Linked DNA regions of Mus musculus: regions 2 and 3 are each linked to region 1. Evidence: chromatin contacts called from public HiChIP or PLAC-seq data. All regions are on one chromosome and are shown on one strand. The core of a region is the stretch at or near the end of the contact, and the rest is flanking DNA. Distances in the headings are between cores, read along the strand shown.

Evidence for each region. HiChIP or PLAC-seq counts read pairs in DNA pulled down with a chosen protein or histone mark.
Region 2: an HNF4G HiChIP or PLAC-seq map of pancreatic cancer cells shows a contact between it and region 1. The contact joins two enhancer-like sites. A contact is called at or near these places in 1 of 15 datasets of contacts at CTCF or cohesin (large pre-B cells), 1 of 115 datasets of contacts at active chromatin or transcription factors (pancreatic cancer cells) and 1 of 9 other capture datasets (embryonic stem cells).
Region 3: a contact with region 1 is called in a FOXA1 HiChIP or PLAC-seq map of pancreatic cancer cells. The contact joins the promoter of Lzic here to the enhancer-like site in region 1. A contact is called at or near these places in 4 of 39 promoter capture datasets (cranial neural crest, frontonasal cranial neural crest and liver), 1 of 484 Hi-C or Micro-C datasets (nephron progenitors), 3 of 115 datasets of contacts at active chromatin or transcription factors (bone marrow-derived macrophages, embryonic basal ganglia and pancreatic cancer cells) and 2 of 9 other capture datasets (adipose tissue and liver).

Annotation. Positions count from the first base shown.
Region 1 is chr4:149,215,266-149,219,018 of GRCm38.p6, forward strand. The region is part of intron 27 of Kif1b (kinesin family member 1B); the gene reads right to left. Among named protein-coding and RNA genes, the nearest start is that of Pgd, 50 kb to the left of the region's middle. Within about 2 kb of position 1,691, at least 37 of the 459 cell types and tissues checked have an H3K27ac peak or open chromatin away from gene starts, as enhancers often do. A contact at or near this core is called in pancreatic cancer cells, where this site is marked.
Region 2 is chr4:148,712,851-148,716,603 of GRCm38.p6, forward strand. No RefSeq gene overlaps it. Among named protein-coding and RNA genes, the nearest start is that of Gm32897, 33 kb to the right of the region's middle. Within about 2 kb of position 2,146, at least 60 of the 459 cell types and tissues checked have an H3K27ac peak or open chromatin away from gene starts, as enhancers often do. A contact at or near this core is called in pancreatic cancer cells, where this site is marked.
Region 3 is chr4:149,483,682-149,487,434 of GRCm38.p6, forward strand. Lzic (leucine zipper and CTNNBIP1 domain containing) reads left to right here and starts at 1,585. Exons shown (of 7, transcript NM_026963.6): 1 at 1,585-2,318; 2 at 3,071-3,179. The coding sequence starts at 3,079. Nmnat1 (nicotinamide nucleotide adenylyltransferase 1) reads right to left here and starts at 1,529. Exons shown (of 5, transcript NM_133435.2): 1 at 1,428-1,529.

The DNA of each region.
Region 1 (3,753 bases), core at 441-2,940:
GTGACGAGTAAAGTGAAGGCTCGCGTGCTGTGGGCACCGCCCAGGACAGGGGAGCCCACTGAAGAGCTTACTCTTCAGAAGTGAAGATGCGCCAAGAGATCTGGCGCACACACAACAGAAACCAGGAGGTGAGGGCAGGGAAGTGTGAGTGAAGTGGTTACTAGCACTAAAATGGACTTTACATCCCAGCACTATGAGTCTTGTTTGACTTAAAGGACTATTAAAGGTGAGAACCAGCCACGAAGGCAGAAAGCCTGTGTGGCCAGATGTGTCTGTGAAGTGAGTTTGCTGGAGACTGAACGGGAATTAAGATAAATCCTAAGATGACTCAGCTGGCCCTGTAGAGTTGGCCTTTGATCCTCAAACCAAAATCATAAACAAAAGGGAATTGACAGGTCTCTCCTGCCTCCTTTTATTTCCTTCTCTGGGGCCCTAGGGGGAGAGACTTGGAGTCTCACACTTAGCTATATAAGTCCTCAACACTCAGCTACAAACCCAGCCCTTCTAATGAGACAGGGTCTCACTAAATTACTCAGGCTGGCTTTGAGTTCACTCCGTGGCTTAGGCAAGCTTTAAATTCTCAATCCTTCTGTCTTAGCTTTCCTACTAACTGAGATTACAGGCCTGAGATACCAGACCTGGCTGACACTTGATATATTTCTAACAAACTAGACAAGTCCTACCATGTTTGTGCTTTTAAAAGGTTCATTAATTTGTAGAAATTCTTTTTTTTTTAATTTAATATGCTCTTACTCAACTGTATATACATGTGTGCGTGCATGTGTCTGCTTCTGTGTGTGTGTGTGTGTGTGTGTGCCCGCGCATATGCACGCGCGTGTGTTTTGCAGGTGAGGGGATAATGTGCACACAGAGCGTGGAGGATGGAAAACAGCCGTGGAAAGGTCTGTACTTTCTTTCTACCATGTGAGTCACATGCACCAAAGCCAGGTGGTTGACATGGTAGGAAATGACGTCAAAACTGAGCTCTCTCATCTGCCTTATTCATGTGTTTTAAAGCAGTTAGAACTAAGTAGTCACAGATCTTAAGTGCTCTTGTTTCAATGGTAGAAAAGTGGAATTTAATTCCTACTGTTCCCCTGGTTTCTCACTTGGTATATGCTGATTTTTGTACATTAAAAAAAAAAAAAGACAAAGAGAAAATACCACACCAGGAAATTTAACATATCTAACCCAGACACACAGCTGTTTGCTGCATTCCTGTCCTAACATGTATTTATGTTACAAGGAGAGAAGAATGAAGGAGTAAAAGCCTGGGATTTCAACTCAAAACAACAAAAGCAATTACAAAATGGGTAAAACGCATCACAGTAATAACATTTAGGAACACAAATGAAGTATGAATGATAAGCGAACAAAAATAGCTGCAAATGAACAGGAAATAGTATCATGGTGTGCAATTCCCTTTCAGTCTGCTCCAAAGCAAGGGAGGGAATGGTAACACAGAGGGTTAAACTTCGGTTCAACAGAAACTTATGCATGAACATGTAATCTAGAGAGGATTACAAGCAGGGTCAAACACCACTACTGTGACTGAGTTTAAAAAACTAAGAATTAGGCATATGGAACCAAATGGCTGATTTCACTTCCAAAGTCAACACACACAGAGGGCACTCCCCTGCCTCAGGGGCATCCAGTCAGAGCCACCCTTTCAGTGACTGGACCAGTAAGAGCCCTGTAGTCCTCTCAGCACTGATGCTCTCTCTGCCCGGGCTCTGATCTCACTGGAGATCCTCCCAACACTGTGGCTCACACAGCTCTGTTTCCACAGTGGTGCAGTGTGCACTTGTGTGATTATTTCTTGGTATCTTCATCACTCGCCAGACTAAGACTGGGAGGACGTGAACCATCTCTGGTTTTGCTTACCCATCTGCAGAGGGCGTGGCTTACAGTAAATACACTCAATAAATGTTTGGTAAGTGAATATGTATGCAATTAGAAACCAGGAATGTGACCTGTTACTTGTCCTTTATCTTTACACAGAAGTGGAAGGCTTTTCAGAAAAATAGGTCCTGCAAGGGACGGAAAGCAAGCCATCTAACTTTACACTAGGATGATTTTTCAAGAGTAAAGTTATGATGGAAATTAACTACACCGAGCACTTAGCATTTCTGCCATTCCTTAATTTTACTATGTTAAGTATAATTATCAGGGAAAATAAAAGCACTGTTATGCCTATGTTTTGCAGGACCTTGACAGGTCAGGCAGTGCCATCAGCCCAAGGATTATGAGTTTTTAAGAACACACATCCACAGGCATATCATCATATCATCATACAAATAATGCTGGACCGCACACTAAAGGGGAGGAAGCCTGCTACCCATGGCAAAGGCTTCCCATACCCAGCAGCACTGAAGGCATTACTGGACACTTCCAACTTTAGGGACGAGTCTATGGCAAGGCAGAGGCACCCGGCCTGTGATGCATGGACGCACTCACTAGACAGTTCTTTGTCGTGTTAACAGAATACAGCCTTTAGCCCAACGCTGTATCTAGCATCTCCTGTGCAGCTTTTACACGAGAGCATCATGATTAACTCTGTAGGGAACATCCTTATACTTTGACCTAGCAGACTGAAGGAGAACCGGGATGAGAGGAGGGAAGATGGAAAAGATACATTAGCAGAAAATGATGTGAAGTTACATCAGTAAGAAAAACTAATTTGTCAACATAAAGAAAGTCAGCATGATTATAGTGACACTCGAGGAAAAGAGGTCAATGTAGGTACTGAGGACGGTCACAGACTAACCATTCTCTGCCCCCTCTGGCCCAGAGACTAACACACATTTTACATTTCATCCCAAGTTATGATGATGGATCATAACATCCCAGCATGCCATAGAGAGTGGCTAAAGGGACAAGCTCTTTTACTCTCGATACAAAGATTCACCAGAGGCAGCCGTGGCCAAGAAGCAAACCTATAAATGGAATTCAAAGGAAACATGCAAATTTTTATAAGTGAATCATAGTTGTATGCCAATATGGATCGCTGATAGCGGGAATTACAGGGCCAGGGGTTACCCCGCTAACACAGCGGGAATTACAGGAACAGGAGGTACCCCGCTAACACAGCACCGCCCATCACAGCCATCACCACTGCACCGCTGAATGCTGCTGCTCTTCTGGAGAAATATGGCTGAGGGCAAAAACGGAGAACTCTTCTTCCCTTTACTCACTGCTGTTACCTCACCTTCTCCCAGTATCTTGTGTGGTGATAGGAAATCAGCACTGACTTCTCTCCAGCCACATCACCAAACCTCAAGCCCCTTTTTGAAAGACAGTGTTAGTTCTAGAACCCAGAAATCCAAACAGAAAAGTCAACTCCTGAGGCCATAGCTCCGCAAAAGTCCACACGTCCTTCAACCTAGTGAGTGGCCCCATTGGGGAGGAGTCTGCCTCAGCGCTTTCACAAAGCTGACCTAAGATGCAAATGCTCCCAAGACGGAGTCTTTTTTTTTTTTCTCACTATGTAGCTCTGGCTCTTCTGGAACTCACTATGTAGACCAGGAGTTTGAATAGGAATCTGCCCGCCTCTGTCATGTGCCACTATGCCTGGTCCTAAGCAGAAGTATTAATGGCTACATTCATTTTGCTAGTATGGGTAACAGAATATAAATGATGAAGGGAAAAAGGATTTCTTAAGACCCTTCTTCCCTCCCCCAACTCATTTGAGTTGCTTGTCCTGAGTTAGCAACAGAGATGTCAGGACCCACTGTGTCAAGATTCTCCTGACCA
Region 2 (3,753 bases), core at 896-3,395, 500 kb before region 1:
CAAATTAATCTCAATTACAACGATTTGGTAAGAGCCAAGCTAGCCAGCCTGATGGAGCCGTGATTTCATCACCCGAGAACAAGGAGCCAGGACAGCTCAATCCTGATGTTATCAGCGGGGGTGGAGTGTGTGTGTGGGGGTGCTGGGTGGGGCTGTGGCCCCAGGCACCCGCAGCACTTATCAGCACCATCAAATTAGTTCACACCAGCTAATATTCACATTGCCAACCTGGCCCACCATCCCCATGCCCCCTTCCCAGTGACCAGGGATGGGGGGGGGGAGGGATAATCTTCAGCATGCAAAGTCCTGCCAAGGTCCCACCAGCTCATGGTAGAGAGGAGACCGTGAGTTACCTGTGGACAGTTGCCTGTGGAGGAGGATATGATTAGCTTGGAGACTCCTACTATCACAGAGCATGGGATCTAGAAAACCTTGTCCAGTCTGTCTGCTGCCCCTGGGCACAGAGAGATGAGGCCATGCTGGAAGCAGATTGGCTGCCGACAGCTACGCAATGGCAGCGCCACGCCAAGGGAGGTTTCTAAAGGCCTCTCCTATCTGGTAGCACCGGTCACTCCCTGCACTATCCCCTTGGGGCAGGGCAGGGATCAGTGACTCCATTTTACAGAAGGGGAAGTAGAGGCCCAGGGAGGAGACACAGCGGAGTGGGTGATACCACGAGCAAGCCTTGCTCCAGCAGGGACTCCTAGCCTAATGCTCTTGCTGTGGGAGCACGGTCGGCAGACCATACCTTCGCTGGCCAACCACTCGCTCCACGCTGCCTCCTCTCTGTGACCTTTGTTTCCTCATTGGTAAGCGAAAGTGAAAATAGTATAACACTAAAACCTGCTGCCAGGCCACCCTTGCAGGCCTTACCCACTCGAGCCTTGTGCGAATGTGAACACTGACAGTGATGGATGGAGAGGATTGTATCTGAGAGCTTCCAGCTGCTCCTCAATTCCCCAACCACAGGAGTTTTTTCCAGGTAACAGGGGAGTCTGTGGTCCCCTCCTTGGAGCACATGCTAGCTCTCTGATGGCAGAATCCAGGCAGCCAAGGCCAACAGAGGGAGGAAATCTAAGGGGCAGTTCCCTGGCACCTCACCACAGGCGCAGACCCTGTGTCATATTACTCCTGGAGACACTTAACACAACTGAGGCTGCTTACAAGCCCCCCTCCTCCTTCAGCGCCCCACTTACCCCCGCATCTTCAGCCAGCCCCTCATACTGTCTAGTTTTCCCTACTGTACCTTTTCTCTCTGAGCCTGGCTTGGCCACCGGAAGAGGGGCCTAGGGCTTGCCTGGAGGCCCTTTGGGCCCTCCCTAACTGGTGCCCAGCAGTGTCTACCCACCCGACCCACATGTGCTTGCCACCCTAAAAGGGAACACGAGCCCCACAAGTCTCCTGTTCACCCCCCCCACTTCCCGCAATGCCAGTGGCAGGATGATTGATTTTGCGGGAAGCACAGTTCTGAGGGTGGGGGTGGGGAGCCAGGGCGCCAGGGGAACCTCACTCCATTTGCTTGTGGCTGTGAGTCAAAGCTGGGTCCCACCGGGCACCCTGTGAGGTGTTCCCCGCCACTCAGTTTTGCTGGGGGTGGGGGTTGGTATGTGGGGTCTCTGACAGGGAGTCCAGAGTCACAGGGTGCCTGGCAGCATGGAGGGGCCTCTGTGGTACTGGCCTCCCTCGAGATCCTCAAGGTGTGTGGTAAAGGGGATTGTCCCAGCCCTCTCTAGTTTGGCATAAATTTGTCAGGATGGAGTCACGGGAAGATGAGCAGCCACCAGTCTGGCTGGGTCCCCTACTCTTTGTCTATGTTTAGGGGTCTTCAGAACTAACTGGGGACCGATATGGGAACAAAGAGCTATGTAACAGCCACTGGTATGTGTGTTACACACGCGTGCGCGCGCACACACACACACACGCACATTCACACTTGAGTGGGAATCTACCTACAGTTAGGTCCTCACATATAAGTGAATGTATAAAGGATCACGTGTGGCATAAATGAGTCACATATGGGTGAAAGCCAGGAGACACACAACAACACACACGACAGCCAATCCGAGGGCTCCCACACACCAGTAGCTTCAACAGGGACAGGAAGTGGGATTGTCTCCTGGTCCCTCTGGAGCTGGGACAGACCGAAACCCAGGGCAGGGCGTGACTCAGGGCCCTGTGAGTCAATAGGCTGCCTAGCCTGGCTTGGGGAGCTTCCTGGATGCAGGCCTCCAGGAAAACAAGCAGGATGCCTTCCGCCTGTCACACCTGTCCCTGAGCCTTGGGGCTTAGCATAGATGGAGGTGAGGAACTGCCATTCTCTCTAGCAATGCATAGAAGGTGATGTCTTCATCTGGGAAGAGGGCTGGGGAGCTTCACTGACCAGGGACCTGCGGGATATCTTCAGAAGGGAAGAGAGGAAAGAGGAGGGGCAGAGGAGGAGGAGGAGGAGGAGGAGGAAGGCGGAGGGGTGAAGAGGGAGAGAGAATCAGAAGAAGAGGAGAGGAGGAAGAGAAATTTACAGGAGACATTGAAAGGATGATGGGAAGAAGGTGGTTTCTGGGAGTAAAGGGCAGCCAGGGTTAGGGGCTCAGGGGGACGGAGGTCAGGCGATAGTTTTCTAAGGATGATCTTGCAGGCCTTGTCTGAGATCTAAGGAAGTCCCTACAGCCAGCCTTGCAGCAGGGCAGCAGGGAAGACCAATCACCTCGCACAGAAGCATCTAAGATCAACCTGAGACCATGGCCAGATGGGGGCAGCACCCTACAGCCCTACCTGATGTGTAGTCTCCACTGGGGTTCAAGAGGGTGAGGAAGTCTTGGCCATTTAGGAGTAGGTAGACCAGTACTGGGGGGGGGGGCACTTCATAGGGAGAGCATGTCAGATGAACAGAGGGGACCCCCAAAGACAAGGCAGGTCCAGGCTCCCAAGCCTGTTTGTAGAAGTCTTAAGTGACCATAGTAACCCTTCCTGGGTGATGGCATACCTAGGTATCCCCAGTGCTACATAACACCAGACTTTTCCTTGAATGAGCAGTAAGGGGCCTGCTTGCTTGGGAATATTGTGGGTGCCACAGTAAAGTCTTGGAGCAGAGTGTTCTCCCTCTCCCTCCCCTCTCCCCCTTGTTTCTCACCCCGTATACCATAGGTGTAGTTAGTTTATTATGACTGAGATATGGGTACATACTAAAAGACTTAGGGTGGCAGTGGTGTGGGCAGCTCCCTATGGCTCCATTTCAATAGCGATTTAAACATTTTTATTATATTTTTAAAAAGTATTTTGTGTGTGTCTGCCTGTTTGCTATCGAACTCATCTAGTTGTTTGAAATTCTGGCTTCATCACAGATGGCCATGCAGTGGAGGGAACATTCGGAAAGCACCGACTTATCCTTAACAAGCAACAATAAAAAGCCACTACCCCGTCATGGACTGGAGAGATGGCTCAATGGGTAACTCGTGCACGATTGAGGATCTGAACTCAAGTCCTCAGAAGCCATGAAAAGCCGGATTCAAAAGCATTCACATCTGTAATTCCAGAGGCTGTATGGGGAGACAGGAGGCACAGACAGGACAGTCCCTGGAAGCCAGTGGGTCAGCTTGCCTGGTGTACGCAGGCCAAACAAGAGACGGCTGTCTTAAAACAGGAGCAGCCCTGATGTTGCCCTCTGACCTCCACACACATGTGCATGCATTAAAAATATGTATTTTATTTAGAAATAAAAGTATGCGTACTTGTGTGTGTCTGTGTGTAGGTATT
Region 3 (3,753 bases), core at 335-2,834, 270 kb after region 1:
TAGGGACATTAGAATCTGAGCCGATGACACCGGCAGAAGTGGACATTGTCAAAAGAAATCGCTCATCTCAGCAAAGTGAAGCTTCACAGGAAAACAGTCGTGCAGACCTAAGATCTCACCAAGATCAATCTATACATTCTTTACGTTGTGGGAACTTTTGGATAAAGAGAATCTCTTTATGGGTTACAACAATCTTTCATATTACTACAGCCAATTATTTTGTAGAACATATAGCCAGTGTCTGAGCCTCACTCTGCTGCTGTGACAAAACACTCTGACCAAAAGCAACTTGGGGAGGAAGGGTTCTTTTGCCTTATACTTCCAGGTCAGTCCATCACTGAAAGAATTGGGGCACGGGCTCTAGGAGGAACCTGAAGCAGACACTACTGAGGAATGAATGCTGCTGCCTCCTGGCTTAAACTCAGTCTGTAGACCAGACTGGCCCTGAACTCAGAGATATCATTCCATCTCTGCCTCTTTAGTGCCAATGCCCAGCACCTAGGAAGCTGGCTTTCTTATACAGCCCAGTACATCAGGGTGGCCTCGAACTCAGAAATCCACCTGCCTCTGCCTCCCGAGTGCTGGGATCAAAGGCCTGCGCCACCACGCCCGGCTTAACTATGAACTTCTAACACCCCCCCCCCTTCAACTTCACAAAGGCATCACTGTAAGCTATAACCTTTCGATTTCTTGTCTCCAAAGTCCCTGTTAACATTATAAAACAAAAGCATAGACCAACTTTCAAAATTCTCAGTCTTTCAAAATTTCAAAACTTTTAAAGTTCCGAGTCTCTTTAAAAGTCCAAGTCTTTTAATCATGAGCTCCTGTAAAATCAAAATAAGTTTCATACTTTCTAATCCCAAAAGGGCAGAACCAGAGAATAGGAATAATCACAATTAAGCAAACCCAGAATCCAACAGTGTAGCTCAATATCCGACATTTGGGACTCAGGATCTGGGTCCCAAAGGGCTGGCATAGCCCTTTCTCCACTCAGCTCCCTGGTAACAGTTTACAGTCCACTCAGCAGCAATTTAACTGGTTCTCAAAGGCTGTGTGGGCTTGCTCTTTCCCAGATTTGGAAACGACTAAAAGGGAATGTCCTTCTCAGCACTGGCTTTCCCCCATTGCCTCTCACCCACATCCCTCTAAGTTCATGGGCGTCTGCTCTCAAGAAATCTCTAGAGAGGAAGAATCCAGGCCACCCCAAGTGGGGGAACTGACCTGCACCAAGGTCACAGGAAAGTTACCAACTTTTTGGTTCCAAGAACTAAAGGGCAAGAGTTGACTATGAAGAGCTGGCCCCAGGGACCGTTACAAAAGTCTCTAAAGGCCCAGCCATTGTGCATTGTCCCTTGCTTGGCAAAGTACGGGTCACCGGGCTAACGCTCGCACAGGCTCGTCTCCTAGGACCTCGGTGGGTTGCTTACCAGGCCTTGAAGGCCAAACGGCCCTAGTCCTCCAGGAGACAACCTCGGCCCGGACGCCAGCGCAGGGAACACCGCCGCCTTGCTCTCATTGGCCCCACACAGCCGGAAGTGCGCGAATCCAGCGGAAGTGCTCGCTCCATGCGGTCCGCCAGGCCGGGGAGTCAGGTAGGCGGGGCCCCTGGTTCCAAACCCTGGGATCCGCTAGCGGGCGGCAGGCGGGGATCGGGAGGGCGAAGGAGGTTGTCCTGTTTTCCGATCAGGGAGGACGGAGAAGCGTTTCGCAGGCGTAGGACTCCCCGCCTCCTCAGGTGACCACCGGGCCTGCTGGAGCCCGGCCTTGGCGGGACCTGCACACCTCGGCGGGAGCTTGGAGTTCGTCTGTCCGCGGGGAGGAGGCCGGCATCCGAGCGTGCGGTCCGGCTCTGCCTTATTTTTGCTCCGGTGGTCCCGGGCCCGGGCTTTGCTCACCTCCGTCCCTGAGAAGGTGTGCTTTCTGCCCTTGCCTTCTCGTGCGTCTGAGTTGGACAGTTTTCCTCAAGCCGAGTCCCGAGTGCTGTGGCCTCACCCAGAGGAGACTCGGCAAAAGCTACGGGAGGCACAGCCCAGGGATTCAGTGGCCTCTCCCGCGTCTTCCTAGGAATGGAGAACGTATTTCAGTTACAGTCTGCTTAGCGGGAAGTGATCTGGACAGCTGTAGGCCAAGTTCAGACACAGCAAATAAAACTCTTAACAGTTTTACCTTGTTCTAGCCAGCTCCACCCCAGGAGGTTTGAAGTTTGAGCCTCCGGTAAACTTTATGACAACTTCGCTTTCCTCAAATTGATGACACTCAGAGCTCCGACAGTTGGCGAGTTTTGAGCACCGTGCACGGGACAGGATACTGGAACCCCGGTGAGCGTGAATGAATATATTCCACTCCAGATGACAGTGTTGGCCATTTCGGCAGTCTCAAAGGAAACGCATCACTTTTATTCAATACTAGGTGGTGCCAGTGAGTCAAATCTTTCTGGTCTAAATCTGTAGTGTGGTTAAAGTTTTTTTGTTGTTGCTTTGTTTTTTTTTTTTTGTTTTTGTTTTTTTTTTTTTTGTTTGTTTGTTGTACAAGCCTTTATTTTTCCTTAAATTTATTCAGAATAACTTTGCCTTTTGAGACTGTATTGCAGCTTGGGAGTGCAGTCTGGCGTAGCGTATATGTAGCATTCTGGTTCCTCCATTTCCCCCAAGAAGAGATAAATTTTTGTGTTAAACAGTAATAACTTACTGTGCAGGGGATTTATCTTAATGGTAGAGTCCTTGCTTAGCAGGAATGAGCGCCTGGATTCAATCCCCTGTTCTGGGGGAAGAAAAACAAGTCTGGGCATGTTAGCACATACCTGTAATCTTAGAAAAAATATGTTCTTTTCATTTTACATTTTCATAATTTACTTTTTTCTTTTTCTTTTTTTGGGGGGCGTGGTTCTAGACAGGGTTTCTCTGCGTAGTTCTGGCTGTCCTGGAACTCACTCTGTAGACCAGGCTGGCCTCGAACTCAGAAATCTGCCACCCAGCATTTTAGATTTTCTTAATTTTGAATTGCACCAATATGTTGAATCTTCCCAAGTAACCAAATACAGTGTACTCATGTGGGCTTATTGTTCTTACAGTGATTAAAATGGCTTCCAGAGGAAAGACAGAGACAAGCAAACTAAAGCAGAATTTAGAAGAGCAGTTGGATAGACTGATGCAGCAGTTACAAGACCTGGAGGAATGCAGGTAAGTTATAACTATATGTTCTCACTCCGTAAACACTTGTTTGTACGAAGAGAGGTCAGGCTCCGTGGATGCAAGCCTGAAGCCCGCGTGTGACTTTGGTCTCTTCTGTAGTATTTTACAGCACTTGGTTTGTAGAAGCAAACTTGTCAAGCTCTGTAGTCATAAAGCCTCAGCTATGGAAGACTTAAAATACTTAAGCTCCTGGAAATAATGTTTCCTTTGTCTTTAGTATTTTAAACAGCTTTGCCTAGTATGAACTAATTGCTAAAAATACTATGATTAGGCTGGGGACGGGGGTAAGGCTCTGTGGATGAGTGGGTGCCTAACAGCTAGAGGCTCTGAGCCCAATGCCCAGCATCGAAGAAGAAGAAGAAGAAGAAGAGGGACGGGAAGGGAGGTGCTGCTCTCCTGTAATCCCAGCAGTGAGGCAGATGCATGCGGGTAGGAGCGCGTGCTTCACTTCGTGGAGAGCTCCAGGCCAGCCTGCTACATGAGTCACTGTTTCAATAAAGCAGAAGAAAACAAGCATACTAATAATCGTAGCTGTTAATAGCCTTGTAAGGATGTTACAAAT